Regions from separate parts of the Mus musculus genome. Here region 2 is linked to region 1. Evidence: chromatin contacts called from public promoter capture Hi-C data. All regions are on one chromosome and are shown on one strand. Each heading gives the region's core, a stretch centred on a gene start, on an enhancer-like site or on the middle of the called end of the contact. The rest is flanking DNA. Distances are from core to core; before and after follow the strand shown. Region 1 holds the start of Plaur (plasminogen activator, urokinase receptor). Region 2 holds the start of Ceacam2 (carcinoembryonic antigen-related cell adhesion molecule 2).

What was found. Promoter capture Hi-C pulls out the DNA fragments that hold promoters and counts their contacts.
Region 2: a promoter capture Hi-C map of hippocampal neurons shows a contact between it and region 1, with 3 times the contacts expected there. The contact joins the promoter of Ceacam2 here to the promoter of Plaur in region 1. A contact is called at or near these places in 2 of 39 promoter capture datasets (hematopoietic stem and progenitor cells and hippocampal neurons).

The regions. Positions count from the first base shown.
Region 1 is chr7:24,458,414-24,465,238 of GRCm38.p6, forward strand. Plaur (plasminogen activator, urokinase receptor) reads left to right here and starts at 4,070. Exons shown (of 7, transcript NM_011113.4): 1 at 4,070-4,154; 2 at 6,718-6,825. The coding sequence starts at 4,097.
Region 2 is chr7:25,536,769-25,543,593 of GRCm38.p6, forward strand. It overlaps Ceacam2 (carcinoembryonic antigen-related cell adhesion molecule 2), which reads right to left and starts at 3,236. Exons shown (of 9, transcript NM_001113368.1): 1 at 2,933-3,236; 2 at 1,806-2,165. The coding sequence starts at 2,996. The region is part of intron 6 of 4732471J01Rik (RIKEN cDNA 4732471J01 gene); the gene reads left to right.

The DNA.
Region 1 (6,825 bases), core at 2,820-5,319:
CAGCCCCAGCTTTTCTCTCAGGAACCCAGTTCATGTAGCTGCGGGCAGCTACAGGTGGCTATGAGTTACCCCACGTGAGTACTGAGAACTCTGGAAGAGAAGCAAGCCCTCCTATCCTCTGAGGTATCTGTCCAGCCCCTAGCTAGAATCTTTAAAAAAAAAAAAAAATTAAGGGGTTATTTATTTAATAAGTGTAAGTGTTTTGTACCTGTATGTGCACTAGCTATGTGTCTGGTGTCCAGTGAGGCCTCGGGTCCTCTCGGACCACACCCAGTGCTAATTTTTAAAGAGGTGGGAAGTTGGAGAGATGGCTCGGCAGCTACAGTTGCTCTTACAGATGATCCAGGTATGGTTCGTGTGTGGAACTCCCTGGTTCTAGGGACCCCACTGCCTTCTGTGGCCTCGGCTCTCCCCCCCCCCCCCCGCCCCTCAAACCCAGGACCCAGGGTATCCTAGGCAACGTTTGGCTTCGGACCCTGGGACAAGAGACTGAGGTACGAATTTTACACACCAAAGCAGACCTGGCCTCCAGGTTCTCCGGCATCCCTCAGTCCCTACCTGGCATACCCTGAACTTTCTCGTACACCGGCTGGGCTGCCCTTCCCCCAGGGATTCTTCCTTATATAATCCAGACATTTGGTCTTTCTCTTCACACACACACCCCTTCTCTTCTCTCTTTGTCTCTCTTCCTCTTCCCCCTCCCCATGGCGACTCCCCTGGCTTCAGTCCTTGGGTCCAGTGAACTCGTCCGAGAGCAGCTTCCCAATAAACTTGAATTTAATCTAATCTGGTTTGATTTGGCCCATTTCACGTGCAAGTGCTCTACAACTGAGCGGCACCCCAGCCCGCTCAGACTCTTCTCTCATCTATTGTTTCTCCTTCCCAGGTCATCTCTCCCTCTAACCCTTGGCTCCCTTCACTCCTGACTCTGCTCTCTCTCTCCCTCTCTCTCTCCCTCTCCCTCTTCCTCCCTCTCCCTCTCTCTCTCTCTCCCCTCCCTCTCCCTTCCCCTGTCTCTTTCCTCCTCCCTCTCTTCCTCTCCATCTCCTCTGCCCCCCACTCTCACCTTTATCCCTATATAGTCTTTTTTCCTTCCTCAGGCTGGGGAAGCCCCCACGCGCTGGACCTCGCCCACAACCCAGCAGCAGGGTGAGGCCAGGTGAGTCACCAGAAGGAAGGAGTGGACATTCCTGCAATTTTTCTACACAGGGGATCAGTGACTTGGCACTTTTCTCTCCCTTCCTTCTACTCCTGACTGGAACCTCCCAGAAGTCAGAGTGGTACAAACCCACAGGGAAGGAAGAAGATATGGACAGACAAACAGACAACTGAGGAGGGGACGCAGAAAGAGAGATAGTTATGCAGAGGCAGATAGAGGTGGCATATGCCAGTAATGCCAGCACGCCTAATGCCCCTGTCTCAGCTTCCAGAACTCTGGTGGACAGGTATGGTGGCAACTGGATCCCAAGCTCTGTATGCTAGGCAAACACTGCCCCAACCCAGCCCCAACCAATGTTCAGTCTTCCAAGTAAAGAAACAGAGAACTGTGTTGGCTTATGGTGACACAACCAGGGAGTGGCCCATCCTGGCCACCATCAGCATGACAAACACTGACCTCAGACTCCCAGGCTGGGGCCAGCTTCCCTGTCACATAGCAAGAGCTCTGGCAGGAGGGTAGGGGGAAGGGTTGGGAGAGAGGTTGGGCCAGCTGCCATAAAGCACACCTCTCCCCAGAGGATGAGTGCATTCTGGAGCCAAACGTGAGTGACCATGGCCAGGGGACACAGATTCGTGATCCCCTAAGCACCCACGGTTACATGAACTTCTCAGAGCGACAGCATGAAGTAGGCTGAATCTCACAGCAACTTTCAAAGCTGAGGCTTAGAACAAACTGGGAAAATTCTACTATAGACCTCAGATGCTCTCTGATGATGTTCGTAGCCTTTAGATTGGTAGAAGCTGGGGATGTGTTTGCACACCCCCAAACTATCCAGCAGCTGCCCGAATGTTAGAGCCAACACCGAGAAAAGCAATACATACCTATTTTAAAAAAACATAGGTAGCCTACCATAAATTTGGCTCTGGACCTGTAACATTCCAACTCTACGCTTAGTCAATCAACTTTGTAGAATGTTTTTAAATTTATTTATTATTATATGTAAGTACACTGTAGCTGTCCTCAGACACCCCAGAAGAGGGCATCAGATTGGTATAAGCCACCATGTGGTTGCTGGGATTTGAACTCAGGACCTTTGGAAGAGCAGTCAGTGCTCTTAAATGCTGAGCCATCTCTCCAGCCCCCAGCAAAAGCTTTTCAATTGACAGATTCTAGAGTTAGGAATGAATATGTTCAAGACAACCACCTTCTTATTGAGCATATACTACGCCTGAGGCCCTAAAGCAATCACAGTTTGTTTTCCTCCTCCATATGAAACAGGATCTCTCTCACTTCTCTCAGGGCTCCTCTCAGACCTTTGCTGTCTCAACCTTCCAGATGAGCTTGCAGCACAGAGAGGCTAAGAAAGACACCTGCTAATGATCAGTAAGTCACACAGCCCTCACAGTCTGGGGCCAGCCCCCTACTCTCTCAGTTAGGACCTCTTAGAGGAAAACTTTATTTGGGCATTTTTATTTTTATTTTTCACCTTTTACCTTATCTTGACATTAAATCAAGCCAAGCTGGGTGTGTGGCTCAGTGGTGGAGCCCCTGCCTAGCCTCCCCCAGTGAGGGGTTGGGGTGTGGCTCAGTGGTAGAGCCTCTGCCTAGCCTCCCCCAGTGAGGGGCTGGAGGCGTGGCTCAGTGGTAGAGCCCCTGCCTAGAATCCCCCAATGAGGGGCTGGGGGCATGGCTCAGTGGTAGAGCCCCTGCCTAGAATCCCCCAGTGAGGGGCTGGGGGCGTGGCTCAGTGGTAGAGCCCCTGCCTAGAATCCCCCAGGGAGGGGCTGGGGGCGTGGCACAGTGGTAGAGCCTCTGCCTAGCCTCCCCCAGTGAGGGGCTGGGGGCGTGGCTCAGTGGTAGACTCCTTGTCAATCCTGCAGGAGACCTTGGGTTCCGTGTTTCCCAGCTCAGGCTTCAGTGACTCGGTACTCACAGCAGTGACATCACTACTGTACGGGTGCTACTCATTGCTCTCTGCTCTCTCTGGTTCCCACTCATCAGCCACACTGAGCCGCTCTGAGTGATTCTTTGCCCTCAGGGCTTTTGCGATGACTCTTTCCTCTCCCTCAAAGGCTTTCTGTAGGAATCCACTAGACTTCTTGCACACCTTTCCTGGCTGCCCTCCGCATCACCCTCCCAAAGCAATTAAGCCATTTACCTCTCTCCCTACAGTTTGTTCCTCTTTCAACTTGTTTTTCCCCTGGTTTCCGACTGATGGGAGAGATTAGATAACTAATGTATCCTCCCCATCGTAATGGCAGAGGGTGGCGTCCTTGTGTTTCCTGCTGTGTTCCAGTTCCTGGAACAGTGCCCAGTACCCAGGAGGTCCTTGGTCAGGAGCTGAAGGAATTTTGCCCTCTAGTTTGGCAAGTTAGTGTTCCACATGATTTCCCTACATGGAATTGTACCGCCTCGGCCAAGGATGGTAGCGTGCCCATGATCCAGACTCGGGGGAGACTGAGGCAGGAGGTTCCTGAGTTCAAGGCTGGTCTTCATAGCAAGACTCTCTCTGGAGAAACTCAAATAAAACAAACTTTGAAAACATAAACTCTGATTGGTAAGAAATAGCCAAGGCTAGAGAGGATTCTAACCCTTGCTATTTGGTTGTCTTCCTTTCTCCATCATAGTCTCTCTCTCTCTCTCTCTCTCTCTCTCTCTCCCTCATCCCTCCTTCTCCCTCCCTCTCTCCCTCCGTTCCTCCCTCCCTCTTTCCCTCCCTCCTTTTTTGAGACTGCATCTTACTATGTATGGAAGGGGCAGAGTTTCTTGAACTATGGAAGAGGAAGGGCTGGGGGGGGGGGGCGGGGGCGGGGCGGGGGGAGGCGAGGCAACCCCTGGAGCTGACTCACTCTTTAGCAAACAGTGGGAGGAGCCCTAGGGTCACAAAACTGTCTTCTTCCCCTCGGTCAGTCTAGAGCAGAGGTGAAGGAAGAACCCATGGGACTCCCAAGGCGGCTGCTGCTGCTGCTGTTGCTGGCGACTACCTGTGTCCCAGGTAAGAGCTGCGTGGTGGCACCGGGCGTGAGCTAGAGGAGGATGGCCCAGCGCTCCACCCTTCTATCCAGCTATTCTCCGGGTGTGTTCTCAGGCTCCACGTGGCACAGTCAGACTCCCGCAGGCATTCATTTAGTAAACGCTGATCCCTGGTGCACAGTGCCTGGCACACTGGAGGACGCGGAGGAACAGAGAGGTTAAGAAGCTGGTCCAAAGCCTCACAGCTAGGGGTTGAATGATAACTGGACATGTGACCTCACAGCCACTCCCCACAGTGTTTTGGTCTGTGTGGGGATCCCACTTTGGGACAAGACAGGGGCTCAGGGGTCTACATCTCAAAGGTCCACAGAGTTCAGCGGGAGCCCAGGGCCTGTCCCTCGAATACACTTGTCTTTTACTATGTTATGTCCTCAGCCTTCTTCCTCCAGGAAATGCGGGGGAAATGGTGTTGAGAAAGTAGAGGGAAATGGGGAAGGAATTGAGTCAGGGTTTGGCACGGTGAATAACTCGGAAAGCCCTCTCTAGTCCGCGGGAGACCGGAGATGATTAATGGGGTGGGAAAAGATCTCTGGCGGGGCCTGGGTGGTCTGGGAGCTAGAGGGGGGAGGGGTGGGGGTGCAAAGGGGAGGGGCTCTTGTTGAAGAAAGGATATCTGGCACAAAGGGACCGGCTCTAAATTGCAGACCGGATCTCGGGGCTCAGACAGGACAGTTCTTACTGTGAAATCCAACCCCGGGAGGAGGGGACCCTGGAGTGGGGCTGCCACCTGGGGTCAAAACTGGCTGTGTGGTTCAGGACAGTTACTTAGCCTTTCTGTTCCTGGAACTTGTCTGGGAAATGGGGGCCAGACTAAGGCTAGGCTGGTGCAAAAGTTCTGATTAGAAACTGGGCAGTCGGGGGCTGGAGAGATGGCTCAGTGGTTAAGAGCACGGACTGCTTTTCCGAAGGTCCTTAGTTCAAATCCCAGCAACCACATGGTGGGTCACAACCATCTATAATGAGATCTGACGCCCTCTTCTGGTGCATCTGAAGACAGCTACAGTGTACTTACACATAATAATAAATAAATCTTTAAAAAAAAAACGAAAAAAAAAACTGGGCAGTCTGAGGCGGGGGGCTATAACATTGGCGAGACGTGGCCTAGGTGAAGACCTGCAGGAGGGACTTCGGTCCTGGGGTGGGACAAACGTTTGGGGGCTGAGGTGGGTCTTTGAAAGTGGTTCTCAACCTTCCGAATGCTATGATCCTTTAATACAACTCCTCACAGTTTGGTGACCTCCGACCATAAAATTATTTTTGTTGCTACTTCATAACTGTAATTTTGCAACTGTTAGAAATCTTCATGTAAATATCTGATGGGCAGAATATCGGATATATGACCCCTCCTGAGGGTGAGAACAGCTGGGCTGTGTGCTGTTAAGCCCCGGCAGGGCTAGTCTACCAAGAACAGAGTAGAGTGTGATGGGAAAATAGCCTTAATTCCAAGGCAGGTGGATTTCTGACTTTAAGGCCAGCCTGGTTTACATAAATAGTGACCAGCCATAAATAGTGAAAACATTTCAGAAATATTTAATAAAATAATATAAAGGTAGGAAGAGAATTTAGGGAAGGAGCCAGAGTATGGGAACTAGCGTCTAGAAGGAAGCATTAAGCATGGTTAAGGAAGCCAGGGGCAGGGCTAGAATATTGGGCAGAACTGGAGACTCTGAGACAGGCAGGAGCTACGGGCTGGGACTAGAACCTAGGAGAGTGTCGGGGAAGGGGGAGAGAATGTTTTTGGAGGTAAGCTCAGTTGATTATCTTGGAGGGCTACTGGGCAGGGTTAGAGCTTCAGGAGGAAAGATTCATGTCTTGGAGAGAATCCTGAGGAGTAGCTAAGGAAGAGGATGGAATGGGTGGACAAGGGATAAAGATCCAATGTCCAGAGCTGACCAAGTAGAGAGGACACAGGACCTAAATGGGACCCAGGGTAGAAAGTCCTTTCAAGAACTAGAAAGAAGGTGTTGGGGATTTAGCTCAGTGGTAGAGGGTTTGCCTAGCAAGCGCAAGGCCCTGGGTTTGGTCCTCAGCTCTGGAAAAAAAAAAAGACAAAAAGAACTAGAAAGAAGAAGAGTTAGAGGTTGGGAGATGGGGCGGGGGGGGGGGGGTCGCATGCCTTTGATTCAAGCATTAGGGAGACAGAAGTGGGTGGATTTCTGTGAGTTCAAGGCCTCCATCCTGGTCTACAGAGCAAGTTTCAGGAAAGTCAGGGTAACACAGAGAAACCTTGTCTTGGAAAAAAAGGAAGGAAGGGGGCAAAAGTGCAGAGTTAGAATGAATGGCAGGTGATGCCTGTCTGTAATCCTCACACACAGGAGGATGAGGCAGGAGGATTGCTGTGAGTTTGAGGTCAGCTTGGACTATATAGATCTTAGAGAGAGGGAGTGGACCATGGGCAATCAGGGCACAATGCATGCATCCAAGGGGAACAGGCCTAGATCAGTTTCACACCATGGTGGGGTGGGAGGCAGACCCTGGCCATCACCTCTGACTCCTCTCCTCTCCTCTCCTCTCCTCTCGCCCAGCCTCCCAGGGCCTGCAGTGCATGCAGTGTGAGAGTAACCAGAGCTGCCTGGTAGAGGAGTGTGCTCTGGGCCAGGACCTCTGCAGGACTACCGTGCTTCGGGAATGGC
Region 2 (6,825 bases), core at 1,986-4,485, 1.1 Mb after region 1:
TCCGGAGACTATGCCCTATCCTGCACATCATCACCTGTAGCTGGTTCAGGATCCAAGGATGAATTGGCGGTAATGGACTTTCTCCCCTCTTTTATAAAGCGTGTCTGCCATTAAACATTTGAACCTTGAGCAGACTAGTTGTCTTGGTTCCATTATTTCTCAACCCGCCTAGGCTCCCTCTTTTCTTTCAGTTCCAAGATGCCTTCCAGGCTCGAACCTGGACATGTGAGCTGCTGGCCGGCCCCAACACAGGGTAGACAGGTGCCCTCCAAGGCTTTGCTGTTCGGGGCTGTCCTACAGATAGGCAGTGAGGACACTTCCCATTGAGCTTCCCTGAGAATCCTCACAGCCTGTCAGATACCTCACACAAGAGACTTGCAGTTGCCTAGCATTCAGGTTGGGCCGGGCCACAAGGTGGGCCATTCTTGTTGGGAGTTTGGTGTTGACTCACATGAATAAGAGATCCCCCAAAAGAGAAGCCTGAGTGCAAGAAATTATCTAAAAGAGTAACGAGTGCCTAATAAGATCTCCAGGGTGGGGAGGCTGAAGATGTGGCTCTGGACAGATAAACTCGTGCTACCCAGCGCCTGTGTGACCCTGACTCAGTGACTGTATTTCCTGCCTCAGTTTCCCCATAATAGGACATATGGTAAATGATCATTGCCATGCCTGCAAATGAACCTTAAAAGGAGCAATGATCTGACCTTCCATAGACCAGAGTCTGTTACTATTTGCTGCAGGAAATAATCCCTGGGCCTGACACCCTGGAGAGCAAGGAGCTGCCATTTGTACACGGTTTCCTCCTATCATTTTAGGGCTCTCAATTTTCCTGGAAAGTCTCACAGGAGCATCACAACAGTTGGCTGGTTGTCTTTCATACCTCTCCATGTACGCAGTGCACACTGGGTCTCAGGAGGAGATACCCAGGTGACCTACCTCAGACATGGCTCTAGTCTAGGCTGTCAACAGCCTACAATCAACCATTGTCCCTGTCAGCTCTAACAAGAGGGCAAATTTCAACCCAGGCTAACAACTTCCCAGGGTTCCTGGAGTCCAGGCTGGGTCTGGAGCAAAGTTTCCTGGTGCTCACCTCTCCGTGAGATTCTCATGGTTTCCTCAGGGAGGCCCTGCTTGAGCCCTGAAGGGCATGCTCAGGATACATATCCTGTCTTAGTCAGGGTTTCTATTCCTGTGCAAACATCATGACCAAGAAGCAAGTTGGGGAGGAAAGGGTTTATTCGGCTTACACTTCCATACTGCTGTTCATCACAAAGGAAGTCAGGACTGGAACTCAAGCAGGTCAGGAAGCAGGAGCTGATGCAGAGGCCATGGAGGGATGTTCCTTACTGGTTTGCTTCCCCTGGCTTGCTCAGCCTGCTTTCTTATAGAACCAAGATTACCAGCCCAGAGATGGTCCCACCCACAAGGGGCCTTTCCCCCTTGATCACTAATTGAGAAAATGCCTTACAGTTGGATCTCGTGGAGCCATTTCCTCAACTGAAGCTCCTTTTTCTTTGATCACTCCAGCTGTGTCAAGTTGACACAAAACTAGTCAGTACACATCCTAAGTTACTGTGCAGAGTCTGACATCCTCAGACTGAGTTACCTAACAATCTCTTTTCTGAAAGAGTGGGTCCAAGCAAGGCATCCCTGTTTATTGCTGGTTTTCTCCCCTCTGTGTGCCGTGAACTAAATGCTCCTTCCACAAGGTAAGGGACATAGTAGAGTCATCTAGGATTGTCAATGCTGTGTGGGAGGCAGGATTAGCTCTACCCATGACCCAGAGGTTACAGAGAATTACTTACTGTGTACATGAAATTGTCCAGTCAGGACCCTACGACGATAGTTTTGATCTGTCATTTCTATTGTGTAGACTCCCGTATCCTTCATGGTGACCCTTTGGATGAGCAGGGATCCATTGCTGTATAGTGTCTCTCTGCCACTGTGTACAGGCCCTTTTATAGTCTTATTAGTGCCTGTTACAAATCGTACAATTTCAGCATTTGTAGACGTAGTAGATCCCTTGTGCCAGCTAAAGGCCGAGACTCCCTTCATCATATTGTAAACAACTAGAATAACATTGTTGCCTTCAGCAGCGTGGAGTGGAAAAGCCATAACAGTCACTTGTGCAGTGGTGGGAGGGCTCCAGGAGGCTAAAAGTGAGGCTAAGAGGGAAGAGAGAAAGACCTATCAATCTTAGGACCTTTGCAAAACCTCTCAGCCTTGCTGTGCCTGTGTCCTATTGGGTGGTGGCCAGCAGATCACCTCCATTCCTCATCTTTCCACTGTAGGAAACGCTCTTCTCCGGCATTCACACAGCTCACTGCTCACTGCCCTCAGATCCCAGCTCACACTCAGAGTCTTTGCTGAGTGTAGGCCTATCTTCTCTGACCTCCTCCTCTAAAGACCCTGCGCCTTCATTTTCTGGCCTTTCTCTTCTTTGTTTTTTTCTGAAGTGCTTGCCAACCTGACCCCACCTAGATGCCCTCGCAGGTCTGCCGTTCTGCACATAGAACTAGGGCTTTGTGAGGAGGGCTAGGTAGATTTTGGCTTAACCCTTGCTGCTTGGAACATGCTCATATACCTCTTTGCAAATCAGTGTCCCAGAGCCTAGTGTATTTGCAAATTTCTTAGTGTAGTATGCAATAATTCTATTTACTTGCCCCAGTTTGGTTTTTATGTGGAGAGTCACCCTGACAGAGTTGTGGACTTCAGTCTTCAGGATATCCTAGCCAGTGCGATAAACTTAACAATAGGGAAGAACTGAGTTTCTCCTCACCACTAGCCAATTCACACTCACTGAGAGCTTCCTGTTGCCGTCAAGCTTCAAGCAGAAGCCAGATGTCCCTTCTCAGGTTCCTTTCCTCTCCCAGAAGACCCCAGCCAGTCTCTGAGCTCCCCTGCTCTCTACTGGGAAGGAATATCTCCTTACCTGTGAGCAGTAGTCCAAACCAGGGAACCTGCCCTTTGTGGAGATGTGCTGAGGCCAGCTCCATGTCTCTTCTGCCTGCTAGCTTCTTCTCCAACACTACTGCTAAGCCTGGCTGCCCTGATATCTGCCCTGCTTTTCATAGCAGAATTGATTCTCCTCCCAGAGAAGGGCACCTCCCAGATTCACGTGGGGTGGGGGTGGAGCCTGTGACTCTAACAATGCTGTTCTGTCAGTGCGGGCCTCCCATCCTTCTATTCCTCTCTTCCCAGTTCATTGTTCTAGAACATACTCTGAGCAGTGTTCTAGAACATACTCTGAGCAGAAAGGCTGAGATGTGTCCTATACCCTGGCCTTGGGGCTGTCAGCAGCAGAGGGAGTTCCAGCACTTCCTGTAGCCTAGAGTGACATAAACCTCAGGGGAGCCCTGTGTGCCCTGTTCTCAGTGCTCACTCAAAGTGTGGTTTACTCCAGGCAGGAAGTGGCAGAGTTATCTGGAGGGTTAAGGAAAGGCCTAGCTGAGTGATGACTGGGTAGGACCTGATCCATCGTCACTGATGACACCAGTCATGTGTCTGATCCTAGGATACAAGTTGTCTCAGGGGCTTCATATCCTGGGTGTGCAGGAGGAGGTGACCTGTGTGTCCTGGAAAGAGGACTGTGTGCTCCATCTTCCTATAGAGGGCGCCAGGAAGACCTCCCCAGCTTCCGGTGCTGGCCAAATGTGATTCAGGTCTGCCCATGCTCTCCGTAACATTCCCAGGATGGCTTTGTTCTCCTTGGTGAATGCCCTGGGATTTCCCATCTCTCCCATGGATGATGGAGGATGGAAGGGACCACATTGGTTGTCCTTGCAGAATGGAGTTCTCAGAGATACAGGAAAAAGCCAGTAGGACAGAGTATGGTTACGTGAGGGAGCTGGCTCCAGTTGTGTCAACTGGGATGGAAACTGCAATCCAGGTTGCAAGATAGGTTCTTGCGTATTCTTTCGTTGGTCATCCAGATCCCGGGAGCTCTGTGGGGGTCTGGCCTCTTGGCACTGTTGCTCCCTCCACTGGGCTGCAAACCCCCCTCGGCTCCTTCAGTCCCTTCTCCAACTCCTCCATCAGGGACCCCATGCTCAGTCCAATGGTTGATTGTGAGCTTCCACCTTGCCTCTGTACTTGTCAGGCTCTGGTAGAGCTTCTTAGGAGACAGACAGATCCGGCTTCCATCAGCTAGCACTTCCTGGCATCCACTATCGCATATGGGTTTGGTGGCTATATGTTGAATGGATCCCCAGGTGGGGCAGTCTCTGGATGGCCTTTCCTTCAGTCTCTGCTCCACACTTTGTCTCCGTATTTCCTCCTGTGAAGATTTTGTTCACCCTTCTAAGAAGCAGTGAAGCATCCACACTTTGGTCTTCCTTCTTCTTAGGCTTCATATAGTCTGTGAATTGAATCTTGGGTATTCTGAACTTTTGGGCTAATATCCACTTATCAGTGAGTAAATATCTTGTTTGTTTGTTCCTTTGTGACTGAGTTACCTCACTCAGGATGATATTCTCAAGTTCCATCCATTTGCCTATGAATTTCATGAAGTCATTGTTTTTAATGGCTGATTGGTAGTCTGTTGTGTAATATACCACATTTTCTGTATCCATTAGTGACCCATGGCCCTGGCCACACATGTGGCAGAAGATGGCCTTATTGGATATCAGTGGGAGGAGAGGCCCTCAGGCCTGAGGCTGTTCAATATTCCAGTGTAGGGGAATGCCAGGGCAGGAGAATGAGAGTGGGTGGGTGTGGGACCATCCTCTTAGAGGTAGGGGAAGGGAGGTGAGGATAGGGGATTTCTGAAGGGGAGACCTGGAAAGGGGAAAACATTTAAAATGTAAAAAAAGAAAATATACAAGGGGTGGTTATGCCTTTTTTCTGTTTTTTTCTGTTGATTATATGGTCCAATTTCGCCCCCTGGTGTTCAGGAGGAGACCTGCAGCTCACATCTGGGTTGCCCTATGGATGGTAACAAGGCTTTCAAAACTGTGGAGGAGCCCTTCTGGCCCACTGCTGCACCGTGGTCCCTGGCCCGGGGAGTCTGCGGACACCCGCAAGGTCCCACACAGGATCCGCCACGGGATCCTAAGACCTCTGGTAAGTGGAACACAGCGCCTGCTCCAATCCAATCGCGCAGGACCTGAGACTGCATTAATTAAGGAAGCAGATAATCCAGCCTGACCCAGGGCTCAAGTCCCTTCTGGCCCACTGCTGCACCGTGGTCCCTGGCCCGGGGAGTCTGCAGACACCCGCAAGGACCCACACAGGATCTGCCACGGGATCCTAAGACCTCTGGTGAGTGGAACACAACTTCTGCCAGGAGGCAGGTTCAAACACCAAATATCTGGGCACCTTCCCTGCAAGAGAAGAGCTTGCCTGCAGAGAGTACTCTGACCACTGAAACTAAGGATAGAGCTAGTCTCCCAGGTCTGCTGATAAAGGCTAACATAATCACCTGAGGAACAAGCTCTAACCAGAGACAACTATAACAACTAGCTCCAGAGAATACAAGATGGCGAAAGGCAAACATAAGAATCCTACTAACAGAAATCAAGACCACTCACCATCATCAGAATGCAGAAGTCAAAATATCACTTTTTGCAGATGTAGTGGCTATTCCTGGTTGTCAACTTGACAATATTTGAAATGAACTACAATCCGGAATTGGAAGGCTCACCAGTGACCCTTATCTGGAGGCTTGGAGATCCTTATCTGGATCTTGGTTTGAAGATCTTGAGCCATAGTGGCTATGGATTCCAGAAGATTGAATCTCCGAGTTTAAGAAACACACCTTTAATCTGGGCTACGCCTTTCATCTGGGATTAAAGGTGTGGTGGAACACACCTTTAATCTGGGCTACACCTTCTGCTGGAGACAATATAAGGACATTGGAAGAAGGGAGTCTAGCTCTTGCTCCTGCTCCTTCACCTGCTTGCTGCGTGAGATTGAGTAACTGCTAGATCCTTGGACTTCCATTCACAGCTGTGACTGAACGATTGTTGGGAATTGAGCTGCCGACTGTAAGTCATCAATAAATTCCTTTATTATCTAGAGACTATCCATAAGTTCTGTGACTCTAGAGAACCCTGACTAATACAGAACTTGGTACCAGGAGTGGTTCTAGAGTAACAGAAGTACAAGGATGAATCTTTTAAAATACTGGAATTGGCTTGTTGATCCACCAGCACTTTCAACTATTGAAACCTCTCCAGATTCTCTCCCTCCTGGGAGCTCAGAGAATTTTGAAGACCCATGGTTGAAACTATATTCCGAACTTAAAGAAGCTAATGACCTTGATTTTCTTAATGAATTAGGTGATTCAGTGCACAAAGCTTTCTACAAGATGGGGAAAAAATCGGAAAATGATTTTACTGGCTGGCTGCTCTTAGTATCTGTGGAAAGAATGATGAATGAAAGGAAGGAGTTGTGTGATAAAATCGAAAGTCTCCAGACACAAGTAAACGATCTAAAAGTTGCTAAGTGTGTCCTTGAGGAGAATCTTCTCTCTTGTAGCAATAGAGCTCAAGTTGCAGAAAATCAAACAGAAACTCTCATTGTAAGGTTGGCTGAACTACAGCGAAAATTCAAGTCTCAGCCTCAGAGTGTGTCGACAGTTAAAGTAAGGGCTCTAATTGGCAAAGAATGGGATCCTACAACATGGGATGGGGATGTGTGGGAAGACCATGTTGAAGCTGAGAATTTTGAATCCTCAGATTCTCAAGGGTTTGCCCCACCTGAGGAAGTAGTACCCTCAGCCCCACCTCTTGAAATAATGCCTTCCCCACATGAGGAAATTAATTTTGCAGAGTCTGCTCACGGCCCACCAATAGTTTCTTCTAGACCTGTAACCAGACTCAAAGC